Regions from separate parts of the Mus musculus genome. Here regions 1 and 3 are each linked to region 2. The links are chromatin contacts, called in public Hi-C maps. All regions are on one chromosome and are shown on one strand. The core of a region is the stretch at or near the end of the contact, and the rest is flanking DNA. Distances in the headings are between cores, read along the strand shown.

Region 1 (4,420 bases), core at 853-3,352, 3.6 Mb after region 2:
TCAAAGGCTGCAGATTGCCTCAGGTTCTGTGACTTCCTTCCTGTGTGTTCTTAAGTCTTAAGTCCCAGCAGCTGACCCTCCTCAGCTCCATTTGAAGAAACAGGTTCAGCCTAGAGCATTCCACTAAGGGCTTTGTGAACATGATTGACATTCAGAGACCTTTGAAGGGAGATGCCCAGAAAGGTGAGGGGCTGGAAATCCTGCCACATGAAAGCAATGGCAGCACCTAGCTTGAAACAGAGAAATCTCAAATCACCCAGAGTCAGTGCACTTAGACAGCCAGTCAAGGCTCACTGGAAGAATTCTTGGAGGAAGGTGAATATGTTCAACATACAATATGTACCTCTATCAAAATTTAAACATAAAATAAGTATGTTTTTAATATCTATGGACCGAAAAGATATCCAGCGTTCTCCTGTTGTCCTGTTTCTTCTCCCACATAAATATTGACTCCTAAATTGCTAAATGCAGGCTTGGCTGCTACCACTTCATTTGTTTCCCTTCCCACCCAGTGACACTTCAGATCCTGCACAAGCAGGATTTGCGATATATTCACAAACAGAACTGGGAGACGGTTCAAAGCTGCAGGAGGCGTGGTCATTAGGAGCACGGGTATATCCTTCTAAGCTGGCTCTGAGGTCAGTGCTTATGACAAAGATGAAGTGAGACGTTGGCATATTTGGGGAAGGGCAGAGAAGTTGGTGCTGTGATAACAGACTTGAGCTGCAAAGGGCAGCCTTTAAGGAAGGAATGGAAAAACTATAATCTACAGCCTAGGAACACTTATTAAGATGAGATTTAACCAAAGACCATAAAATCTTAAACGGTAGATAATAAGGTCAAGCCAAGTTACTATTTTCAGCTCTGAACAGATGACGAGACAGGAGGGCATAAATGAGAATTAAAAGAAGAGAGATTCAGAATAGATCAGAAGGTTACCAAAAATAATCAATGGCTGAAATGACTTTCTGGACTCGTTCACTTGTGCTGAAAATATTGAGTCATTGAAAAAGTAATGAGATGATATTCTTGGGAAATGGAATAGTTAAAATGAATGGGTTCAGACGGAGCCAAAGACTTTAATCATCCTAAAAAGAAACACTGGCTAGGGCAAGCTGAGGTTTCAATCTAGGGAGATAACAAGGTAGAGGCTAAGAGGCCTTTGCTTCCTACATTCCACGGGATTAGCAACCCCTTCAAAGGTGCAATACTACCAAGTACTCCCAAGGCCTGCTGTGAATGGTGCATCCTACCGGATGCTAGCAAGAGAAATGAGCAAGGCACACACTAGAAGAGAGAGCTGTAGAGCCACTGTCAGCCAAGCTCCCACGCACCTCTGAGATCATCCCAGTGAACCTGCAAAGGGCCATATCTTCTCACTCATAGTGTCAAGGACTGAACAGTCTAGAAGTCTGGATCTGCCATTGGGCACTTGTAATTCTTAGAGAGCTCCTGTCACCTCTGCAGGCTCCAGCCTCCTGCTCCTTCCTTATTGGATCTCCTCATCTCCTCTAGAACTAGACCTCATGTGTCTGCTTCTGCTTCTCCATGGCAACCCATCAAACACAGGCAGTGTAAGGTGGGCCTTCTTGCTTCCATATTAAATACTGTCATATCCTTCATATGACATGATTTCTAGACGCTTTGCCTTCCTGGCCATCCATCTTCCCTCAAAAGACTCTAAGCATCAATCACTTATGCACACACACACACACACACACACACACACACACACACACGAGTGACCCCGTATAGTAGTTATTGATACATGCCTATTAATCTGTATCCTTTCGCTGTACAAACCATATCTGTGAAGACAACAGCCTTGCTAGATCCTGAGAGTCCCTCTAGGGAATCATCAAACCCGAGGGTAGTACTGGAAACCATCATATGTGTCCCAGGGACAGCCTTTGGCAGGGATGGGCTGTGACGAGCATCTTTGTAGAAAGACAGGGAACAGATTCCCCCCAAGCCTTTGTACCATACAGAACTCTCCTCTGGCAGACCCACGGGCCTCTCATTTGGGACAACTAGGATGGGAAGGAGACAGTGGCAAAAATTCACACAGACCTCCCCATCTGGTGTTCATTCCAGCGTCTGCCGCTCGGTAAGCAAATGTGTTGGCGGGATTCAGGGTTCTCATTGTGACGTAATACATACTCAATTGTCAGAAATCTGGACAGCAGAACGGGGTGTGTAAGAACCAGTTCGTCAGGACCCCACCACCCACGGAAAGCATGACTAAGACTGTGCTAGAGGATTTTTGCCAGTCCGTTTCTTTTTCATGAATATGTAGCTGTGTCCCCAGTGAGACATAACTTTATCATATTTTGTTAGCAAGAAAATCTGCAAGTTAGAAGTCGCCGGCCACTTTCATGTCTAACAAGCCATCTTGGGACACTTTTTTTGCCTCCTGGAAACAATCAACCTGAGTTTCTTTTGGCTTGAGGTTTTCAGATGAAAGTACCCAGCGTCCAGAGACCAGGATGGCAGCCAGGGGGCAGTGTTTCTCTCGACATACACTGCTCTCCACCGCTCCCTCCAAACTGAAGCCACCGTGCCTGGGACTGGTGGAGACAGTGTGAAAGAGGCCTTGACAGGCCCTCGGGATAGCATACAAGGTCCGCTGGCTGTGTCTTCTTCCATTCACTAATAATAGGTTCAGCTGGTCTAAGGCGGGTGCCTCGGTCACTAACTGTTGATGTTTGAAGGTGTTCAGGGCTCAGCCCTGTGCTGAGACTGGAGCCTTGTACGGTATACCATCACAGCATCGTGGGCCTGATTTAAATATCAGCTACATCGGGACCCAGAGCAATGTAAATGGGGAGATAGAACTGGACGGGAAGTTCCTTCACGATAGGCTCGAAAAGTCACCAATAGTCTTGACAGGAAACTCCGAGAGCCACAAGGACTGTACAAGGTTCAGCCTGCCAGCGTTTTATCATGGATTAGAGAGGAGCTCCTTGTATCTTCGGCTCTCCACAGAGCATATCCGCAGTCCATGACAGGGGTGGGGGGTGGGGGTGGTTTCTTCAGTGGAGAAGCCATTGATAAACCACACATGCTCCAAATAACCTCTCACCCATACAAGGAATCTTAATTGGATTCAGTAAGTCAAACACACACACACACGGGGGGGGGGGGGCATCAAAGTAGGATGGGGGCTTGTTGGAAAGTGGGGGGGGGGGTTCAACAGGAAAAGGAAGGGGATGAGACAGGGAAGAGTGTAAAAAGGACTAAAATTTATGATAGACATTGAGGAAACTGTCAAAAATAAATACGAACGATTCTTAAGACTCATTATTTTAATTATGAGTATATGTGGGAGAGGTATGCACCCCTCAGTGCAGGTGCCTGTAGAGATCAGATGAAGGTGTTGTGTGCCCTGAGTGTGGAATTGCGGGTAGTTGTGAGCCTTCTGGTCTTGGTGCTGGAAATCAAATTCTAAACAACTCTTAACCTCTGAGCTACCTTTTAAGCCCAGTAAACAAAATTAGTTTAAAACAACCAAAGCAATAGGTCACTCCCAGCCTACTGACCTGAGCCCAGTGGCCAGACCACACACAGAGACACAGCTGGATGCAGTGGCACACATCTGTAATCCCAGCACTCTCACCACAAGATGCCAGGCAGAGATGAGAGAATCAGCCAGACCCGGAAGTTCACAGACCAGGCAGCCTGGACTACACAGGGCTGTGGCAGAAACAAGACAAACTCTCCCCTCAACAAAGTGGAAGGCAAAGAACCCATTTCCTAAACTTCCTCTCTGACCTCCACCACATGCATGTAGCACACATGTGCACGCACACACTAAATTTAGAAAAGGCAGACTCTGGATGCAAGTAGAAATATATCTGGATGTACACACGTGCACATAAGGGAAATACGAGGAGGGTGGAGGTCAGAGGAAGAGGAAGGGATGGAAGAGGGTGATGGGCAAAGAGGAAGGAAGCATCGGGTTCACTTATATGCAGAACAAATGCTGTGTGTGTGTGTGTGTGTCTGTGTGTGTGTGTGTGTGTGTGTGTGTGTAGGGGGGACATAAAAGCAGGGGACTGTCTGGGTGAAGAGGATCATAAAGCAACAGAGAAAAGAGATATAGAAAATGGAGAGAAATGTGAGCAAAGTACAAATATATATACATATATATACACATATACATATATATACATATATATACATATACATGCATGCATGTATGAAAATGTCATCATGAAAACCCTTACTTTGAATGCTAACAAAAATATTAATCCATCATTTTGAAAATACACATATAATAGCAAACTAAGATGCTGAGGTGCTGGGATCGAGGACCCTGATAGCCAGGAATGATGAAAAAACAAACGTAATAAATCTCTTCCCAGCACCTTGAGAAACTACGTGAATGACTGTGGGAGAGGCCAGAAGTGACCCAGGACTC
Region 2 (4,970 bases), core at 76-2,575:
CAGCTCAACCCCGTGACACTCACGAAACTGACCAGCTTTCTCTAGCTAAATCGCTCAACAAAGCCTAGGCACTCAGGTCGAAATCAAACTGCCCGGCTGGAAGATACTCAAGAGAGATTTTTGGAGGCAACCCGATTCCACTTCTCAGGGGCGCGACCTGGGCAATCTCAGCCACCTTGGATGTTCCAAGGCAGGCGTCTAGGGAGGATCAACCAGGCTCACCACCACACATTCGCCATCACCCCGAACTGCGCTCCTCACCCGGTCCCTGTTCGTCCTCCAACCCGTTCCCACGTCCAGTGTTGCTCCAGACTAGCGGAGAAAAGGCGCCCCCTTGGCTGCTTTCTGCCCCTACTAAAGGACGGCATTGGGGTGACAGGGCAGGGAAAATGCGCGGGGTGGGATTCGTTCTTGTCACCCGGCGTGTGCGACTGACAGTGCGCTGGTTCTCTTCTCCTCTATATCTCCCTCTGGCACCTAATCGCCCAGTAGCTGATAAAACCTCGAACCCATGCCAAACCCCAGCGCCCACCAGCCAGGAGGCTCCCTTCCCGCCCCGCATCACGATCAGATGAGTGTGCGCATGAGGGCGAGTGTGCGAAGGCGAATGTGTGAGTGGAAGGGTGAGTGTACGTGAACCCCGCACCCCCTCGGTTGCCAGCCCATCGGATGCCGCCGCCTGCGCCCGACCAGGGCGACCACAATTATGAAGAGTGCAAAGAATAAATTACCTTTCGTAACCGCCGGTCCCTGAGATGGTCCCATCAGTTGCTCAACAACCTGCAACCCGGTGCAGTTTTCCACAATCCATCCATTGAGCCCCGGGGCACACACACACACAAAAAAAGAAGAAATAAAAAAAGAAGAAGAAAGAAAAAGAAAACAGAAAAAAGATGGACCTGTCCCACTGTAGACACCCCAGTCACACCAAGCAACGACTGATCAAACCGCAGAGACGACAGGAGGGTGGAGACCCCAGTCAAAGAAACAACAAAAAGTGTCTCTTTTCCTTTCTTCTTCTACACAGCCATGGAGAAAGGGGAAGCCGGGAAAGCCAATGCTAGTCTTCCTTTACGTTTCCTCGCTTCACACGCCCCAGGGGGGCAAAAGCGGAGCAAAGAGAAGGAGGGTTCAAATGTCTCTCTCAGGGCACAGTTGCACAACTTCGGAGTCAGGCTGTGTCTCTCGCTGCAGCCGGTGGACCCAAGCGGGAGCTATTAACATGCGGCAGTCATAACCAGAGCTGCTTTCCCTCCTCCTGCAGCCGCCGCCGCCGCCGCCGCCGCAAGAAAAGCAGCTGCTGAGGAGACCAAAAATCTTCCACCATCCCCCCCCCCGCAGCCGATCTTTATATCCAGTTCTCCCACCCCACCCCCCTTCTCTTTCTTTTTCTTCTTCTTCCTCGTCCTCCCCTTTCCGCCTCCGAGCGAGAGGGAGGGGATAGGTAGGGGCAGCGGCGAGGACCAGTAGTGGCTTCTCCGCCCAGTCCTCCTCGCCGTCCTCCTCCTGCTGCCCCCGAGGTGCTCCGGCAGCAGAGGGTCCGCTCTGCCGCCCGCAACCCGCTCCGAGAGCCCAGGCGCGAGCCGCGCAAACTCCTTGCCGGGTGCACGGCGTGGACGCGCGGGCAGAGCGGGCGCCGGGTCGCCGAGGGTTGCGTGCCTGCCGCGGGGGGCGAGCCCCGAGCTCCGGTGGTCGCCTATCAGCTCGCCGGCCAGGCCGGGTAGCTTCGGGCATGCGGGAGCTTCATCGCCCGGCCCGGGGTCTGAGCCGATGCCGTCACCGCCAACCTCCTCCTCGGCCGCCGGCTTCGGTCCTCTTTTTTTTTTTTTTTTAATTTTATTTAATTTTATTTTTTTCTCTTCTGGACTCCCCACCGGAGCCACTGAGGCTCGGGGCGCCCTCCAGACACGCACACGCTCTTCCCCTCGCGCGCACACACAGGGGCGAGCTCCTGCCCCAGCACACCGTGCAGCCCGCGCGCGCACACCCGGAGGGAGAAGACTGAGGCCAACGAAATAAATAAATAAATAAAAGAGAGAGCGAGAAGAAAGAAAGGGGAGGGGGGGGGGCGAGTCACAGGCGGTGGCGGCGGCAGCAGCAGCAGTAGCAGCTGCGGGAGCGGAGGCAGCGCGCAGTCCGCGAGATGCCAGCAGCGGCGGCGGCGGCAGCGGTGGCGGCGTCGCCCTCCTGGCCCGGCCGTGCCATCTGCATCCCCGCTCCTGGGAACTGGAGCGAGCGCTGCGGGCCGAGCGGGCGGAGGGGGCGGTCGCGCCCGCAGACAGGCAGCGTGAGCGCAGCGGCCAACGCAGCCGAGGCCCGAGTGAGCCTCTGGCGGGGTGACGGGGCGAGAGAGCTCCCAGGACCAGGGAGGGGGGCTCCAAGGCCGGGAAAGGGGCGGCCGGCAAAACCCGGATCTGGAGTCCGCGAGGGCTCCGCGGGCGCGGGCTCCACCTAGCCGCTCCGCAGAATCTTGGAGGTGGGAACCGTGGGGCGGCTAAGGGAGGCTTCCCTTGCAGGGTTTGTCAGACAAAGGGTATCTCTCTCCTGGATAGGAGCATCTCTCTCTCTCTCTCTCTCTCTCTCTCTCTCTCTCTCTCTCTCTCTCTCTCTCTCTCTCTCTCTCTCTTCTCTGCTCTCCATTTCCACTCATCTCTAGCCCCCCCCCCTCTCTCCACTCAATCTCTTCACTCTCCCTTCCTCCCTCCCGTTCTCCTCCTCCCCCACTCTTCTGCTCTAGGTGAATGAGGTACCAGGCTGGGAGTTCTGCCAGTGTCTTTTTTTTTTTTTTCAGGTGCAGATTACTCCACGTGTTCTTTATGCGGGTGCTGACTTCTAAAGCATTGCCTGCTTTGAGTCCATTTTATGTTTCTTGAAACTTACCTCAATGTACAAGTTCATTGCAAAATTGAAAGCACACCTTTCTACGAAAAGATAGGACCTAGAGACTCAATGATTTTGATTTCACTACAATAAAAATTACCATGAAGGATATAGAAAACTGTCTTGGTTCTATCTCCATGCCTTCTGCTGTGATAAAGTTTGCCCACGTGACCTTCATCAACTAATTGTACCTCTTTGGGATGCTTTTGTAAATGAAATTGTTAAAAAATGTCTTTCTTTCTTCCTTCCTTCCTCCCCCCCTCCCCCCCCCCGCTTCTCTCCTATAACATTTTATCGCTTCAAGGACTGTGGATGTAGTTTCTATATAAGCATAGTCTAGTGACTAGGATTTATTGTATGAAACCAACAGGTACATCACATTCCTATTCAGGTCTCCCAAGTTGAATGAGGCTGTATAGTGAGGCAGTATAGTGTCATAATGATCTCCTGGCCTGTGGGAATTTGCAAGTTGGAAACTACAACCCCAGCAGATCTGTAAAGCTAACCATCATCGTAATTATCTGATCATCCCTGACACAAGAATGAATTTCTTTCATTCTTCAAAGCTCAACTCACATGCCAGATTTTCTTTTTTTTCTTTTTATTTTTTTATTACGTATTTTCCTCAATTACATTTCCAATGCTATCCCAAAAGTCCCCCCTACCCTCCCCCCCCACCAGATTTTCTAAAGAACCCCTTTCTTAGCTATCCCAAGGTGAGAAAAAGCCTTTGTAACATATGGTATATGCTACACACACCATAGCCATTATCTTCTCTGCTACAGTTTGGATCCTAAGTATCCACCAAAGGACTTTATGTTAAAGGCTGGTCTCCAGCTACTGATGATTTTGTGGGGTAGTAGAATTTTTAAGAGGTTGGCTTGCTCTAAGGATGTTAGAACCTTGAAGATGGAACCTTGTAGAGGATCCAGGGACCTTCCCACCAAGTACCCTGTATCCCAGTCACGGAGGTGAACAGCTTTGTTTTGTTATACAATCAGAGGTATTGTTTTGTATCGTAAATATCAAAACAACAAAGACAATTAGGCTTAGACTGAGGCCTCCAAAACTGTAAGCCAAAATGAACGTTCCCTCCCATGAGGTTACTTTTATAGGCATGCTGTCATGGGGAACGAAAATGTGACTAAGCAGCTAACTAGCTCACACAGCACTGTGATGGTACCTCTACCACAATGCCTATGTTGTCCTGCTTATTTTGGTCTCTTTTCAAATAATTAGCTGCATGTCACTATATCTTCTCAGATTATAAGAGCTCTCTTAAAGGTAAGTTCCAAGCTATATTGGGAAAGAATATACTATATATTATATGCTCTTTGTGTATCTAGTAATTCATTTGGGAGTGGGGGAAATAGAAAGTCAAAGAGATTTAATGGCTGAGTTCTGACCAAGTAGATTTTCATAGGCTCAAGTATGGCTGCTTTTATTCCCTTAATACAGGACATTTATAAGCGCCCTTGGATACGTAAATACAAATTGACATCTGGACTCACTTGTGACTTAAACAAGGGCTTCACCAAGACTAGACTAGCAAACTGTGACAAGAGACTCTTAGTTGTAAAGGAAGCAAGATGGAAACAACTCAGTTCCTATTTACCATATGCTTAGTGAATTTATTTAGAAAAATAATAGAATATTTTTAAGTGTATAAGGTATGAAGTAAATCAAAGATATTACATACTATTAGTGATGGCAGCAGGAAGACAAATATAAATAATTTATAGCTATAGCTAAGGAGTCTATAAGTAAAAATGTTACTTATAGACTCCTTAGCTAGCCAATGTGGACATGGACCAAAAATAAAGAATTTCAAAGATCCTACTTAGTGATGGGGGAAAAGGTAATAAAAACAGCTTATTTTTTTTTAAACACAGTGCAAGTAGGAGTATTGATTGCATGTGTAGTTTAGCTGTGTGTCAAATTACACTGTTTCCAGAAGTTATCCATATTTTAAACTCAACCTCTGTATTTTCAAGTCACTTTTGATATGATGAGCATAGTCTTCTACGTTTGATTAAACCTCTCTCTCCAGGTAGTAAATCTGTGATTCTTGCTGATATATTCTCAGGTGA
Region 3 (4,864 bases), core at 502-3,001, 3.2 Mb after region 2:
ACTCTACACTGGACAGCCAATAAACTAGGTTCCTTCCTGGGACAGGCTAATAAAGAATCTATAACATGATAAAAAATAATTTGTTGCTGTTGTTGTTGTTGTTGTTGTCGTTGTTGTTTCTTCCGTAACTCACTTTTTTCTTTGCCGTCCTCATTTCTTGTTTGTAACTAGTACACAAGTAAAGGGTTTCCTTCGCTTGCCAACACTTCGTTTTACCTGATTGTCCTTCTCCCTTGGTCCCATCCCCCATTCCCTTGCCCCATTCACTTTGATTTCTTAAAACTACAGCGTTTGGCTGAAAATCCTCTCACCTAACCTTATTTCCTTCCAAAAATCAGGATGCCCTGTTCCCACTGATCTCCTTGCTCATCACCCTGTCTTTGGAATGGTTGTCCCCTAAACTAGTCACAAAAGACCTTGTGAAGCTGGACCTCTTCTGCCCCCTGGTGGTCATAGCCAGCATCTGTCTGAATCCTTCTAACTCTTAAGCCCTGTCGTTTTCCAAATCAAAGCTGAAGGATCACCATTTTGAAGTGGAACAACAATATGAACCAACCAGTACCCCCTTGAGCTCCCAGGGACTAAACCAACAACCAAAGAGGGACTCAAAGCTCCAGCCGCATATATAGCAGAGGATGGCCTTGTGGGACATCAACGAGAGGAGAGGCCCTTGGTCCTGTGAAGGCTCGATGCCCCAGTGTAGGGGAATGCCAGGACAGTGAATCAGGAGTGGGTGGGTTACTGAGCAAGGGAAGGGAAGGTGGGATAGGGTGTTGTTGTTGTTGTTTTGTTTTGTTTTGTTTTGTTTTGTTTTGTTTTGTTTTTTGGAGGGGAAATGAGGAAAGGGGATAACATTTGAAATGTAAATAAAGAAAAGATCTAATAATAAACAAACAAACAAACAAAGTGGAGACAAGCCAGACAGACCTCTCTGTAGCCTTTCTCATATAATCCTGTTCCTTCTTTCTTCTTCTATCTTTCATTTCTTCAGCTTTCCCATTCCCTTGTCAATGCTTTGGGCACACACACACACACACACACACACACACACACACACACACTGAAGTTTCTATCCTCACTACTCAAAGTTATCAGTTTAGTCTTGTTGATAAACCGGCCGAGGCACTGCCTGAAGCCTGTGATTTTATGGGACTCAGGAAATGACACCCGAATTCTATCTTCCTGTCTCGTAAACTCTCTTCCATGGCTATTGACAGTTCTTAGTTTATTAAATAAAGATATACTGAGCCTGTTTAGTGTAACAAGCACATTGCCAGGCACCAAGATGCTTCAGTGAACAAAATGCAGGGCCAATACTTTTATTCCACAATTAAGGCTTCCTTTACATGCAAATGTGTGTAGATTTACATAAACACTGAATTATTCATGTATGCTTTCAGATTTCTCTGTGTCGGTCTCACTTTGGTAGGCATAGAGGAGGAGCTGTTTAAGAAACAGGGCTAGCCCCTTTCTGGCTCTCCTATGATCAAAACATAAAAGCTCTCATAGTAGCATAATTTGATAGAGAATGTACCTACTTTGAAGCCACACAGACACGGGTTTAAACGTTGGCTCTGTTATTCACAAGCTCTGTGACCTTGAGCCAGATCATTAACCTCTCTGAATTTCTCTGCTTTCATCTGCAGAAACAGAGAAATCGATATCAATTTATCTGGATTGTAGAGAGATCACATGTGCAGCCCCTGTGCAGAATCTGGCACAGAAAGAGTCTCTGCAAATGTTAGCCTCCTTGTAATTCCCAGAGCAGCCAGGTTTGTGGCCAGAGACCGACCCGGGAGCCAGAGTGATGCTAATAACCCGGGCACCGAATGGCAGGAGTTGCAGTAATGAGGGATGGAGATTTTTGATTTCACAATTAGAGTTGTTTCCACGATGAGCAAAATTGCCAGACCTCATTTGTGGCCTGATCATACCTACTCCACTAGTGAGCACAGCCTGGTTTGGCTGCTCAGGGTGCCAAACACAGCAGCTCACTTCTCCCAGGGCTCTGGAAGCTGCTAGGGGCATTGGGTTTTCACACATGGGCTTGAACAAAGGCTTGGCTAAGGAGTTGTCAGACTCTGGAGAGTTGGAGAGAGAGAGAGAGAGAGAGAGAGAGAGAGAGAGAGAGAGAGAGAGAGAGAGGGAGAGGGAGAGGGAGAGGGAGAGAGAGAGAGAGAGAGAGAGAAAGCAGGCACTAAAGGAAGGAAAAAACCCTACCCTGTGTCATTTTCCATGTCTGATGTCATTCTGTGTCATTTTATTTACTGCCTCTAGGAAATCAATTAAAACAGCGCTAATTTATGGGTCTTAATGAACAAGGTATTATGCAAACTGTTTGTAAGCATGGCAGGCTTCTGGAGCTAGAGAACGCTCAAAAGCACAGTCACCTGATGCGACATTCTCTTGCTGCCATCTTCCCTGCCAGATGCCGCAATGGCATGGGAATGAGCAGGGCACCCTCATAACTGGAGCTCGGGATGGGGTCTGTGTACCAGGTGGGATTCGAGAATCCATGATGTGGGCAGACAATGAAGGGTGCAATCTTCTAATGGGGACTCCTCTAATATATAAAGTAAATCTTATTGTGGATTCTTTCAGTAAACATTATTTCTTGGGCTCTTAGGGACAAGAGAGATAGAGAGGAGCAAGCTACATATAGGGTGTGTGTGTGTGTGTGTGTGTGTGTGTGTGTGTGTGTTACAGAGAGAGAGAGAGAGAGAGAGAGAAAACACATGGGTACATACACACACACACACACACACACACACACACACACACACACACACACACACACCAAATGTCTAACCAAAGCTTCACTTGAGTATTTTAAGTTGACAGGCAAGAGACAGACTTAAGGCACCACTTGCTTCTCTGTTGCTCCCTCAGACAATCTCGTACCAGATGGCAACACATTGCCTTAAAAGTTACCTTATCCCAGCTTGGAGCCTAGCTCTGGCTTGTAGTAGACATAGCCCCAGCATTTGTTTAAAAAAAAAAAAAGGATTCAATTTAGAAGTGGGGCCATTGTTTTAACAGTCCTTGGGTACAAATGAGTATGACAATAAATTATGACTCGGTGACATCATAACACGGTAGCAAAATAAAACTGGCTAGACAGGGTTGGCCCTGCTGGAAGAGATGCCAGTAACTCTGCTGCTCCCTGCTATCTGTAATATTCAATCCATTTTTACTCCCAGGAGAGACTGGACCATCATGGAGAAACTGAGGCAATACCACAATCTCATGCCTTTTTTTTTCTGTGTGTTTGTTTTGGTTTTGGGAGTCAGGGTCTCACTCTATAATCCAGGGTAGTCCAGAACTGTATATAGCCCATGTGACTACAAACACTTGGCAATCCCCCTGCCTCGGCCTCCCGAGCACTGTGATTACAAGCATGAGCTGCCCGTACCCAAGTCCCTCTCATGATTTCTTACCAATATACATTGCCTCTGCTCAGAGTTAGCCTTGAGCTCTGGAAAAAATGGGCCAGACTGCTGAGAGGCAACTGTCTGGGTTCCCCATCCAGCTTAGCTCAGCCACTCACAGGATATGGCACTGAGCACAATGATTGAGCTCATGTCTCAGGACAAGAAAAGGGAGGCATATCCTACGGCCTTCCCCAACGCCTCTTTGAGAGATGGGATGCAAAGAAGGAACTATGTGCATCTACACTTCACCTGCGTTTAGTACCAGCGTTATCCCAGCATCAGGATGGCTAAAAGTCCCGTATGATAAAAAGAGGTGAAAAAATGCCAAGAAGAAAAAAAATCAGCTCATGAAGAATGTTCCCTAGCTCCGGCCACCTCAGGCAAGGCCTGGCGGGGAGTGGTAATTACCGTAATTAAAACCAAGTTTCAGTGTCTCTGCGAAGCAGGTAGGACAGAGCCACTCGTCAGAATTTCAGTCTTGTGAGAAAGCGGTGCTGTAATAGGCCATAAAATTGTTCTAACCTTCCTTCCCTAAGCTGTCACATGTGGCCAGATCGATGGCTCCCTGGCACCTGCTGTGGTAGTAATTCCTGCTTGCTTTCAGCAGCCCCTGTGGGCTGCTGCAGTCCACAGCCAAGAACAGCTCCGGGGACTGATAAAGAGACATGACTGCTAGAGGCACGAGCAAGGCTGAACTGAGGGCAGGGGGATGGAGGGCAAGGCAGTGGGCCTGGGGCAAGGGACAGAATCGAGGTGGACAAAGAAAATCGGGCTGGCTGGGACATGAGCCACTCCTCCTTCAGTATCTCTCTGACCCCGGAAAGAGAAATAACAACAGAAAGCATGTTAATAGCAGCGAGATATGGAAGCAATCCTTTCTCTTCACCACTTTGCACAGGGCCTGGGTGACACCATAACCTGATTTGTGTTCTCTGTACTCCCTGGTATTTGGCGCCCAGGTCTCTTCTTTCGTTTTCTCTCCAACCTTTTAAAGTATAGTAACTGCTCGCGCCTTTCTGAAGCATGTGTTGGAGACAAAGAACACAGGAATATGTCATTTCCCATAAAGGCCAGAAAGGGTGTTGTGACCAGCGAAGTGCTAAAATGACATTTGCACTTAGGTGACAAACCGGCCCATTCCATTCCAGGTAAAAGCCTGGGCTTTTTTCCAGTTACTATAAAACACCAGAAAGTCAAGGCTGCCCTCCTCAGGCCACTTTGGGAATGACAGCTGATGCTTCCGATAGAGGATGGGGAGGGCAAGTGTTTGCTGCAATCAGGTACATGCCCGGGGTCTTGACCTTGAACAATATTCTCCAGGACACCAACACATTAGGAAAGGGCCAACCCAGAAGGAAGCTGCTTTATTCTGATCAATCCAGAGGATTTTTTTCACATAAAACAAAGCCTTTGAAGCCTGATTTCAAACAAGC

What was found. A called contact is a pair of places that touch in the nucleus more often than the background predicts.
Region 1: a Hi-C map of cortical neurons shows a contact between it and region 2, with 8 times the contacts expected there. The contact joins the promoter of 1700017L05Rik here to the promoter of Adgrl3 in region 2. A contact is called at or near these places in 4 of 39 promoter capture datasets (cranial neural crest, hippocampal neurons, maxillary cranial neural crest and 1 more), 9 of 484 Hi-C or Micro-C datasets (cerebellum, cerebral cortex, cortical neurons and 4 more) and 2 of 115 datasets of contacts at active chromatin or transcription factors (embryonic forebrain and forebrain).
Region 3: a Hi-C map of cortical neurons shows a contact between it and region 2, with 6 times the contacts expected there. The contact joins the enhancer-like site here to the promoter of Adgrl3 in region 2. A contact is called at or near these places in 3 of 39 promoter capture datasets (cranial neural crest, frontonasal cranial neural crest and maxillary cranial neural crest), 6 of 484 Hi-C or Micro-C datasets (cerebellum, cerebral cortex, cortical neurons and 2 more) and 1 of 115 datasets of contacts at active chromatin or transcription factors (embryonic forebrain).

The regions. Positions count from the first base shown.
Region 1 is chr5:77,463,170-77,467,589 of GRCm38.p6, reverse strand. 1700017L05Rik (RIKEN cDNA 1700017L05 gene) reads right to left here and starts at 2,102. Exons shown (of 2, transcript NR_131050.1): 1 at 1,773-2,102.
Region 2 is chr5:81,017,107-81,022,076 of GRCm38.p6, reverse strand. It overlaps Adgrl3 (adhesion G protein-coupled receptor L3), which reads right to left and starts at 1,325. Exons shown (of 27, transcript NM_001359828.1): 1 at 732-1,325.
Region 3 is chr5:77,803,513-77,808,376 of GRCm38.p6, reverse strand. No RefSeq gene overlaps it. Among named protein-coding and RNA genes, the nearest start is that of Gm34912, 130 kb to the left of the region's middle. Within about 2 kb of position 1,751, at least 17 of the 459 cell types and tissues checked have an H3K27ac peak or open chromatin away from gene starts, as enhancers often do. A contact at or near this core is called in cortical neurons, where this site is marked.